Linked DNA regions of Mus musculus: region 1 is linked to region 2. The links are chromatin contacts, called in public Micro-C maps. All regions are on one chromosome and are shown on one strand. The core of a region is the stretch at or near the end of the contact, and the rest is flanking DNA. Distances in the headings are between cores, read along the strand shown.

Region 1 (4,596 bases), core at 520-3,019, 90 kb before region 2:
TTCTAGTCTTCTCAGAAAAGGATTTAAATTTTAAAGGAAGCAAATGCTAGCAGCTAACGTTCAATAAGCATTTGTGTGCCAAACATTGGTTACACCCTTATTTTGAACTATAGCAATCTGCGATTGCTTTGCTTATTGTCTCCCTCATTAATCCAAAGACTCCACACCATAGAGACTTGTGGCCGATTCATCACCTAATATGGCTAATCCAAATCAGGCATTGAGTTATCATTTGCTGAATAATTCAGGTTATAAATGATTCAAATATTTTATCTGTTGGCCATAGCATATGGGGTTATGAAAATGCAGAATAGGAAAAAGTACATCATAACCCGTGGAATAAAGTCTTTAGTGAAATCTTTCTAAGTCCCACATTAACTTGCCCATCTCTCCTTCCTTCTTTTCCACACACCAGACAAGCATTCTAATACTAAGCCACATTCCCAGCCCCTAGCACACATTTCTTGCTACAGATTTCTTAACTTCTGAAAATAAATCAGTCTTATGTTCATTATTCTTTTGGTTAACTTGTTCTCCATAATAATCATGTTGTAGTTGACACCACGAATTCACTATAACAAAGTCTCAAGTTTCCGGAGATTTCACATGTGGTCAAAAGAACAGAGCTAGCTAGCTATGAGTATGGAGAGCACTTTGCCAGATAATTATTCTTCTGGTTCTTTGCTCAGAAAACTTGAATTAACTAAGCTAGGCTTCGATTATAGTAATTATTACTTGATTAATAAGAAAGGCATAGGCTTTGAAGGTGGATAGGCCTGAATTCTGTACATGCCTTTGCCGCTACCAACCAGCTGTGTGAGTTTTGGCTTTGGTTTCCTGACCAGTAAAATGGAGTCATTAGTGAGATAAAGTTTTAAATACTTTGCTATATGAAAATAATGTAGATCAGTAGATATTGTATTATTTCAAATAACTATTAGTGTTTTCTTTCTGGACTTATACGTCAGATTTGCTATACTACACCAGAATTTGCATGTGTAAGAAATATAAATAAGGAATTTATTGAATTAAACAGCAACAGTATGGCAACAGGGTAAAAGTGGCATGGAGCTGCCCATGAGTTTGTGCTGGCACTGGTTGATAAGACACTTAAATCAAGATGTAGGTTCCTTGTTGGGTCAGGTAACCAACCACAAGGATAAGGATAATGCTGCTTAATCCTAAAAACAAAACTAAAAGATTTCATCCATAAGGTCAGAGCAACATCGGTCGTCTTCCTCCACAGCCTGGCTAGTGCTCAAGGAAAGTCTCTGGAAAAAACAAAACAAAACAAAAACAAAAAAACAAAAAACAACCCACTATTGCCCGTGGTACCTAAGAGCTACTAGGCACTGAGATTCGGAGCAACTCACCCCGGAGACTCCGTTGGTATTGCCCCAGACTGTCCTCCAGGGTAGAGTTCCCTGGGGACTTCGCCATGGGGTCAGAGATGGGAGTTATGCGGGAAAGTATCCAGTGCACCCCTCCGAGGACAGGCCTAGCGCTGGGGATGAGGGGATGCCTGCCTGCTTCCTGTCGCTGCTGTCACTAGGGAACCAGGAACCCCGGACCGAGCTCCTAGGGGCTCTTCCTACCCCCTGGCCCTCATGGTGAACGTCGGGAATTGTAGTTCTCAGGCTTAAAGCCTGCAGCCTCGAGAGTCCTATGAGCCTTCCAGCTATACTACGCTTCCCAGAGGGCTATGCGCTCGGAGCGCCACTCCGACAGTTTAGCGGCCTGAGGCTGTTGCCAAGAGACGGGTTGGCGCGCCGCGCCCTTTCCCTTTTGCATCGCTTGGATTAGTCCCGCTGTCCTGCCATCCTCAGCCAGCTGGATAGACTCGCTGACAGAACCGGCCCGGTGAAGGACTTAAGACTCTTCAAAACGGGCCGGTGTGGAGTTGATCCCTGAGCCCTCGCAAGCATTCACTGCAAACTCGGTTTTAGTTAGGAGTTCTGTCAAAACTGTTTTTCTCTAGAAAATGAAGTGTAAATCTTCCAAACAGCCAAACTGTGAAAGTGACGGACACTGCAACTCCTAGCCTGCTCAGAGCCCCGCCCTCCGCGTGGAGTTGGCGCGCTGCCCGCTGGGAATCGTAGTCCTGGTTGGTTGCGGTCCCACTCCAGCCAAGCGGCTCTTTATTGTTCAAGACTGTCTTGAGGGCACGCCTGCGCAGTGGGCAGCTGCGAGAGCGTGTGGGTGAGACCCTCTGCAAAGCCCCCTTTCATTGTCTGGGTCTGGCGCCTGCGCAGTGAGGCATCGCTGGGCCCTGGCTGGAGGAGGGAGAGGACCTGGCTCGCTGCCCTTTGCGAGGCGCCTGCGCACTGAGCTGCCGTTCGCTGCCGTTCCCGCTATGTGTGGGGCGTGTGTGGAATAACGTTATTGCCCAGCGGAACCGAGGGGCCCCCAGCTCCACGGCGGCGGCGACGACGACGACGACAACGGCGAGGGGGTGGGGGGAGGACAGCGTGGCAGAGACAGACGGGACGCGCCGCGCCCCGCCTCCCGGTCCGGTCCCTCTCTGCGGTGAGGGGTAAGTGATGCGCTCGGGGTCGGCATGGCCCGGGATTCTGCACATCCATAGCTCCGGCGGCCGGGGCCGGGGCCTGGGCGCGGCCCGCGGCGGGATGGAGTGCGGGCCTGGAGGGCGAGGGGCGCCACCGGGACGCCCCGCGCGGCCGCCGCCCTCCCGTCCCCTCCCTCCCCTCCCCCATGGGCTGCGGCCGGCTGCACAGGGCCGGCTTCCCTTCAGTGCGCCCGGTCCTCTTCTGTTCACTCCCGCTTTGTGTAGCCGCCGCCTGAGCTGCCTGGGAACGCTGCGGGCGGAGCGTCTAAGGAATGGCTGCGCTGCCGCTGGGCAAGGGAGTTTTCCAGGGCGCCCATCCCTTTTGTAGGGTTGGTTTCGGGGTGTGAGGAGGGTGGCGGCGGTGAGGAGGGGGTGACGGACGACTAGCCTTCAGATGGCGTTGGGAGGGCGTGGAAGACGTGCTGTCACGCAGGCTGCCGGGCGACAGCACACCACGTAGCCTCCAGCTCGGTAGTAAACCCACGGGAGGAGCGAGTGGCTTCCTGTGGGCTTCATTGTCCCAAGATTCAGTTGTTGGGTTTGGGTCTAGTTCACTTCCATTTTTATTCAAGGGAGAGAGAGAGAGAGAGCAGCTGCGTGACATGTACGGGAAGACAAGGAATTGTGTCCTAAGTCATATGATCTCTGTTTTCTGATTTTGAGTATAAACTGTCGTCCTGACCCCCATCCCCAAAGAGTATAAAGACAGGCTGTACAGGCTAGAGTCCCAAGTCTGCCAAGCTGATCAATTTAAAATTACTAGGTGACAATGAGGGCTGGGTTTAGGTAGGGCCTGACAGCGAAGCTGTTGTTTAGCAGGGAAATGAACCAGCAGAATTATTTTTTCCACTGGGTGGGTAATGCGTTCATGTTCCTAAGGGAATACATTAGGATCTGCTTAAAGCAAACAACAACAACAAAAACATAGGCCACCTATGTTTTAGTTTATGAAATTGATTGGTTTTTATTCTGTTAATGAGAATTCAACCACTTGGAGAGGAAGGAATTTATTGAAGCAGACAATACATTTACTTGAAAATGCATCCTTTAAAATCGTTTGAAATCTTAAGCTTATGGTATTTGCAGTGCTTTGCCAACCTTTTTGCTTAAAACAAGCCGACGATAGGATGAAGCAGGATGAGGAGGAGCAAGTGGAAGGATAGTGTGAGAGTTACATTATAAATACAGAACCTAAATCTTTACTGATAAAGCCCGATGTATTTAGGCTGCAGGGACTGAGGAAGTCAGCCCTGGGAAATAGCAAGTTACAAACCAAGCAATCTGTATTTTTGCCATTGTTTTAAAAAATAAAACTCGCACAGCTTTTAGTTTTTCCTTCTGTAAGTACTCTAAAACGTTGGTGTCCTAAAACAGGAGTCTTAAGTGGGCTTAACATAAAACCAAGAAGATCCTAAGGTAGGCAAAGTTGGATGACTTGTCTGCCAACTCTGAGGCAATGGAAGGCAGAGCCAAACAAAACCAAGATCAGCATTTCAGTGTGATCTCTCCTATGTGTGTACCCTAGTCCCCTTGTCCTGCACACACATATAGAACATATTCTACATGCTCCTTGAGTGGTCTGCTTCAGTTAACTCTATTCTCACAGTTGTATTAATTTAATCCTTGTGACATATATTATTAATTATACTGAAGTGGAGCTTGAGTTTTATAGACTAATGGAAAATGTGCCTTTTCTTAAAAAAATGGCTTCCCTGCTTATTAATAACCAAAATGTAATACATGTCTCCTAATATTTTCTAGCATGGTAACCCTATAACCTGTGTTAAAAATAAAATATACACACAAGAACTTCGTTTTTTTTTTTTTTTTTTTTTTTTTTTTTTTTTTTTTTTTTGGTTTTTTGGTTTTTCGAGACAGGGTTTCTCTGTGTAGCCCTGGCTGTCCTGGAACTCACTTTGTAGACCTTTGTAGTTCAAGGCTGGCCTTGAACTCAGAAATCCGCCTGCCTCTGCCTCCCAAGTGCTAGGATTAAAGGCGTGCGCCACCACGCCCGGCTACACACAAGAACT
Region 2 (4,480 bases), core at 1,326-3,825:
GAGGAATTATCTTGACTGTTATCTGACCTAGCCCACTAGGAATACTGCCATTGCATGGGCTGAGTCTTGACTGTAGAAATATGAAGAGAAACAGGCAGCAAGGGTGTACTCGTGTAGATGTAGACGACAGATATAGTGTGGCCAGCTGCCTCAAACTCCTTCCTGCAGACATGGACTGTAACCTGAAACGATACAGCAAATAAACCCTTACTTCTCTAAGTTGCCTGTACTCAGGGTATTTTTATCACAGCCATAGAAATGAAAGTTTAAAAAGAAAGACATATGTTGTTGTGGACTCTATTTTTTCTAAAGCTGTCTTGGCTTTCCTTTGTTTCCTTATTGACTAACGATTCCGGGCATTTATTTTTCATGATCTATGTAGTAAAGTTTAAAACTAACTGGGGTGGATTAAAAATTAGGACAGGGTATCAGATGTACTTTAGAATGAACTTTGCTGTGATAGGTTCTTGAGTCGTGCTTAGTGAGCTCATCAGGGGCAGATTGGCCTTTCAGTACCCAAGTCTGTCTTCAAGGGCCTTCATGGTTTTCCTCAGTGTATATGTAAAACATTTATATATACACAGGAAGACACAGACACTCACACACACACACACACAGAGACACACAGATTATACAGACATGCACATGTATATTTAAAAAGATATATGAAGAGTGGTGGTCTTTGAAGTAAACTATACCTAAATATTATGCCAGCTGAGCTGCCCAGACAGCATTATGCTGAGATGGTATCTTGATAAAATAAAATAAGATTATTTTACCTATCCTATCTATCTATCTATCTATCTATCTATCTATCTATCTATCTATCTCTTCTCTCTGCTGTCTCATGTAGCCCAGACTGACCTGCAATTCACTGTGTGTTGGGTCCAAAGCAGGCTCCCAAATGGCGGTGCCACTGACAATGTCCTAAATGACAACCTGGGCTCAGCTCAGCCTGCCTCTGACTGGATAAACGAAGGATTGTTAGGGGGTAAACAAAAATCCTAAACTCTCAGAAGTCTTGGAAGTAGTTTTCTGTTTGTCGGGAAAAGCCAATACTTGCCTAGTCCTCCTCCCAACCCCTCCTTAGCCAACTGCTTCAAGAGGTCATTGGTCCCTGGTTAATGAAAACAAGCCTGCAACAAATCAAAGCCCCCCGCCCCAATCAGGCTGTTCTAACCTGCATATCCCCGGACCCCACACACACTGCTACCTGTCCCCTTAAAACTGGCAAGGTTTTTCATGCCATTTGCTGTTCTCTCTGCCTTTAAGAGACAGCCTGGCAGTTCGGTCCTCCATAAACCTTCCCTTCTTCCCACAGCGTGGTCTAGTCTGCTGGTTTCACTGCACCCACATTCACAGTGTGTAGCTGGAGATGACCTTGAATTCAAGACCCTCTCTCTTTAGCCGGGCCCCTTTCCTCTCCCTTGCCTAGTTCCTTTGTTCACTGGTTTCTCACAGACTTGCTTCCTAACCTTGCTTCTCCCAGTACTGGCATCATAGCTGTGTGCAGTCATGACCAGTTTAACAGCACTGCGGACTGAACTGAGACCTTGCTAAGAAAGCAGTTGACCATCTGAACTATATCCCCCAGTCCCCTGCTTATCATTCTTGTCCTATCTAAATCCCCAGCTCAGCCCAGGCCACAGGCCACCTGGCTTTGAACTTTGATGCCCATTCTTTATTATTACTAGAACACCATCTTCTCCTGGGGGGCAAAGGGGGTAGGGTGCGGGAGAGAAGTAACAAGAAAAAAATGTATCCATGCATTCCAGCCCAGTGGCCTGGAAGCATACTTGTAGGTTAGAACTGTGTTTGTGAGAAACCAATGAACAGGGGACTGTAAGGTCAGAAAGTCGCCGAGGGAAGACCCCAGACTCAGATAGCATGCAAAGACCAAGAGCATTTATTCTGCAGAAACCAGCGTGCGCACGTGCGTGCGTGTGTGTGTGTGTGTGTGTGTGTGTGTGTGTGTGTGTGTGTGTGCGTGCGTGCGCGCGCGCGCGCGCGCGTGCGTGCCTGCGTGCCTGTGTGCGCGCCCGAGTGGAGTTAGTCATTCTCTAAAATGGCGACCCCAGGCAAAAGCACGCAGGCCTTCTTTAGGGAACTGGTGGAACTGTCTAGAAAGATTAGGTAATCTGAAATTTCATTGATGGTTGCTAGGGAGTCACAGGTGTGGTCCGCATTCCAGTCTTGAACATTTAACCATGCGATGAAATAGGACCACCCAGTGCATTCTGAGATGTTTCCTCATTTTTGTGGTTATCCCCAGGCAGTTCTTTGGGTTTTATGATCTTGTTCTGGATTTTATGGTCTGTTCCTAGAGCTGGTGTCTTATGACTTAGTTTCTGAGACCTATGGCCTATTCCTGAAGCTAGTGCCTTAGGGCCCTTTTTGAAATCAGGCCTGGTCCTTAAATGGAGAGAAATGGGGTTTATGTTGCCCTTTTGGAAGGAACTGGGAGAGGGAAAGGAAAGGGACCCAGCAAAAGGTGGCTCAGAAGCTGAGTCACCCTCATGGGGCAGGGGACTCGGTTGCCCCAACCCTGGGGCGAGCATCTGGACTCTGAGCTCTTCTTCCTAGTTAGTTGTTGCTTAAGAGCTGCCAGTGGTGAGGGTGGGGCACATAAGCCTCCAGGTCCTCCCCTTATGACATTTGCTGGCCAAACATGCAGCTCCTGCCAACTGAGGACAGTGTTCCAAAAAGTCAGACACATGGAACACAAGAAGTAGAAACGTGCAAGCAAGAATGGGTTACAAACATGGTAAAAGGACCCTAGGGACAGTAGAGACAGCAAGGTCTACGCAATGACTGCTTCCTAATCCGAGCTTCTCCAGTTCTGCTCTCTGGGATAAGCTTCCCTTTCCCTCCCAAGTCCTGGCATTGTTATGCAGATTATCTCAGGAGGCTTCACCTTGATCAGCTATGCCTTTGCTTCTTTTCTTGACTGGAATGTGAGCCTCAACAGGACATAGATTGTGAATGATTTATGGGCTGGCCCATAACAGGTGCTCCAAATGTATCCAAAGTCGTGGATTGTGTTCTTGTTTCTGTTTTCTCCGGCAGGTTTCACAATAATGAGGTTCTGATCTAGCCCTTGACTAATACTGTTGACAGTTCCTGAGTAGGCTGGCCACTGCCTGTGTTTCTCTTCTCTCTCTGTTCTACACAGTGTGCTGGTCTCTCTGACAATGTATGGGATAAATGTTAGCTGTCCTAGAAAATTCAGGGTAATGTCACTTACCACCAGAAGACCCGTCATTCTTAAACATGGTTAAACCTTTTCAAAAGCTGATGCATATTTTCATTTAAAATTGCCTCTTGGTACCAAAGAAAGGCATACATCCCTTGGCTTATGTATTAAACAATATAAATTGCTTTTATATTGTTTAATGTACCCTCAAGATGTTCATCCATTCGACAAACAAAAAGTTCAAGGCATGAAGCAGGTGCTGAGAGAATTCAGTTGTCAGTTGCCTGCACTGGGAGAATATGGAGACTGACTATTCAGAGATATGACCGAGCTATCAACAAGCATTGGAGCAAATCCAAATTAATTCTGCATCCAAAACCATGTTCTGAGCATTCTTATTTAATTTGTACTTAGTGTAATGTATACTTAACACACATACTACAGGCGAATTTTCAGCTTTACAAAAGTATTTTTTATAGGAGTCCTCTAAATGATAACCTTCCTGATTGAATTAAAACTGTCATTTGATCTATCATACTTGGCTTTTTTTTTTTTATGAAACTTGTTCTAGTTAACTATCTGTCACTCAAACAAAGTACCCAGGACACTAATAAATTCAAGTAGAGGAAAGGTTTATTTAGGTACATAGCTTTGAGATTCTAACCCAGGTCTGGTCGGTCCTGTAGCTTTTGCTCTTGCAGTCGGTTGGTCACACACCAAGACAAAAAGGTGAGAACAGGACCAGTTACTTCATATCCAGGAAACAAAAGAGAGGGAGCCCCACAGCCTTTGAGGATACATTCCCAGTGATATAAAGACTTCACACTCGGATCTGCCACAATCTGCCAACAGTGAGATGCTGAGAATTAACCTTTATTACATGAGCCATTGGGAAAATTAAAAATCCAAACAGTAGGCTAATTCTTTGGGATTCAGTTTACTTGGAATAATGTCACTTTAGAGGCCCCACTATTTGTCCTCTAATTGCACTGACTTCAGTGATAGTTAATGTTAACTGCCCTCTAGATAAGGCAAATTCCCAGAGGAGGCAGTGACAAAAGAGAGAAGTTGCTTCACAAAGCTAAGGAAGGCCAAGGTCTACTCCACATCTGAAAGTGGTTTCTAAGCATGCAGGTCAGACTTGAATCTCATTTTTTCTTAAGTCTCTTCAGAATACTCTTTGGTGCTCCTGGGATAGTGTCTAATCCTTTTAAGACAGGCAAGGAAAAACTATAACCACATCAAGTAGCTGGCATCTGATCAGCATATGAACACCAAGTTACAAAT

The links. Hi-C and Micro-C count contacts between places; a contact is called where the count stands out from the background.
Region 1: a contact with region 2 is called in a Micro-C map of embryonic stem cells, with 2.0 times the contacts expected there. The contact joins the promoter of Sdccag8 here to the enhancer-like site in region 2. A contact is called at or near these places in 7 of 39 promoter capture datasets (the 3T3-L1 cell line, 3T3-L1-derived adipocytes, the C10 cell line and 3 more), 1 of 15 datasets of contacts at CTCF or cohesin (large pre-B cells), 5 of 484 Hi-C or Micro-C datasets (the G1E-ER4 cell line, embryonic stem cells, pre-B cells and 1 more), 10 of 115 datasets of contacts at active chromatin or transcription factors (the 230-238 cell line, the SCID.adh cell line, bone marrow-derived macrophages and 6 more) and 3 of 9 other capture datasets (adipose tissue, liver and pancreatic islet).

What each region holds. Positions count from the first base shown.
Region 1 is chr1:176,811,833-176,816,428 of GRCm38.p6, reverse strand. Sdccag8 (serologically defined colon cancer antigen 8) reads right to left here and starts at 1,769. Exons shown (of 18, transcript NM_029756.3): 1 at 1,374-1,769. The coding sequence starts at 1,440. It also overlaps a transcript of Cep170 not described here.
Region 2 is chr1:176,722,661-176,727,140 of GRCm38.p6, reverse strand. No RefSeq gene overlaps it. Among named protein-coding and RNA genes, the nearest start is that of Gm26104, 24 kb to the right of the region's middle. Within about 2 kb of position 2,575, at least 28 of the 459 cell types and tissues checked have an H3K27ac peak or open chromatin away from gene starts, as enhancers often do. A contact at or near this core is called in embryonic stem cells, liver and trophoblast stem cells, where this site is marked.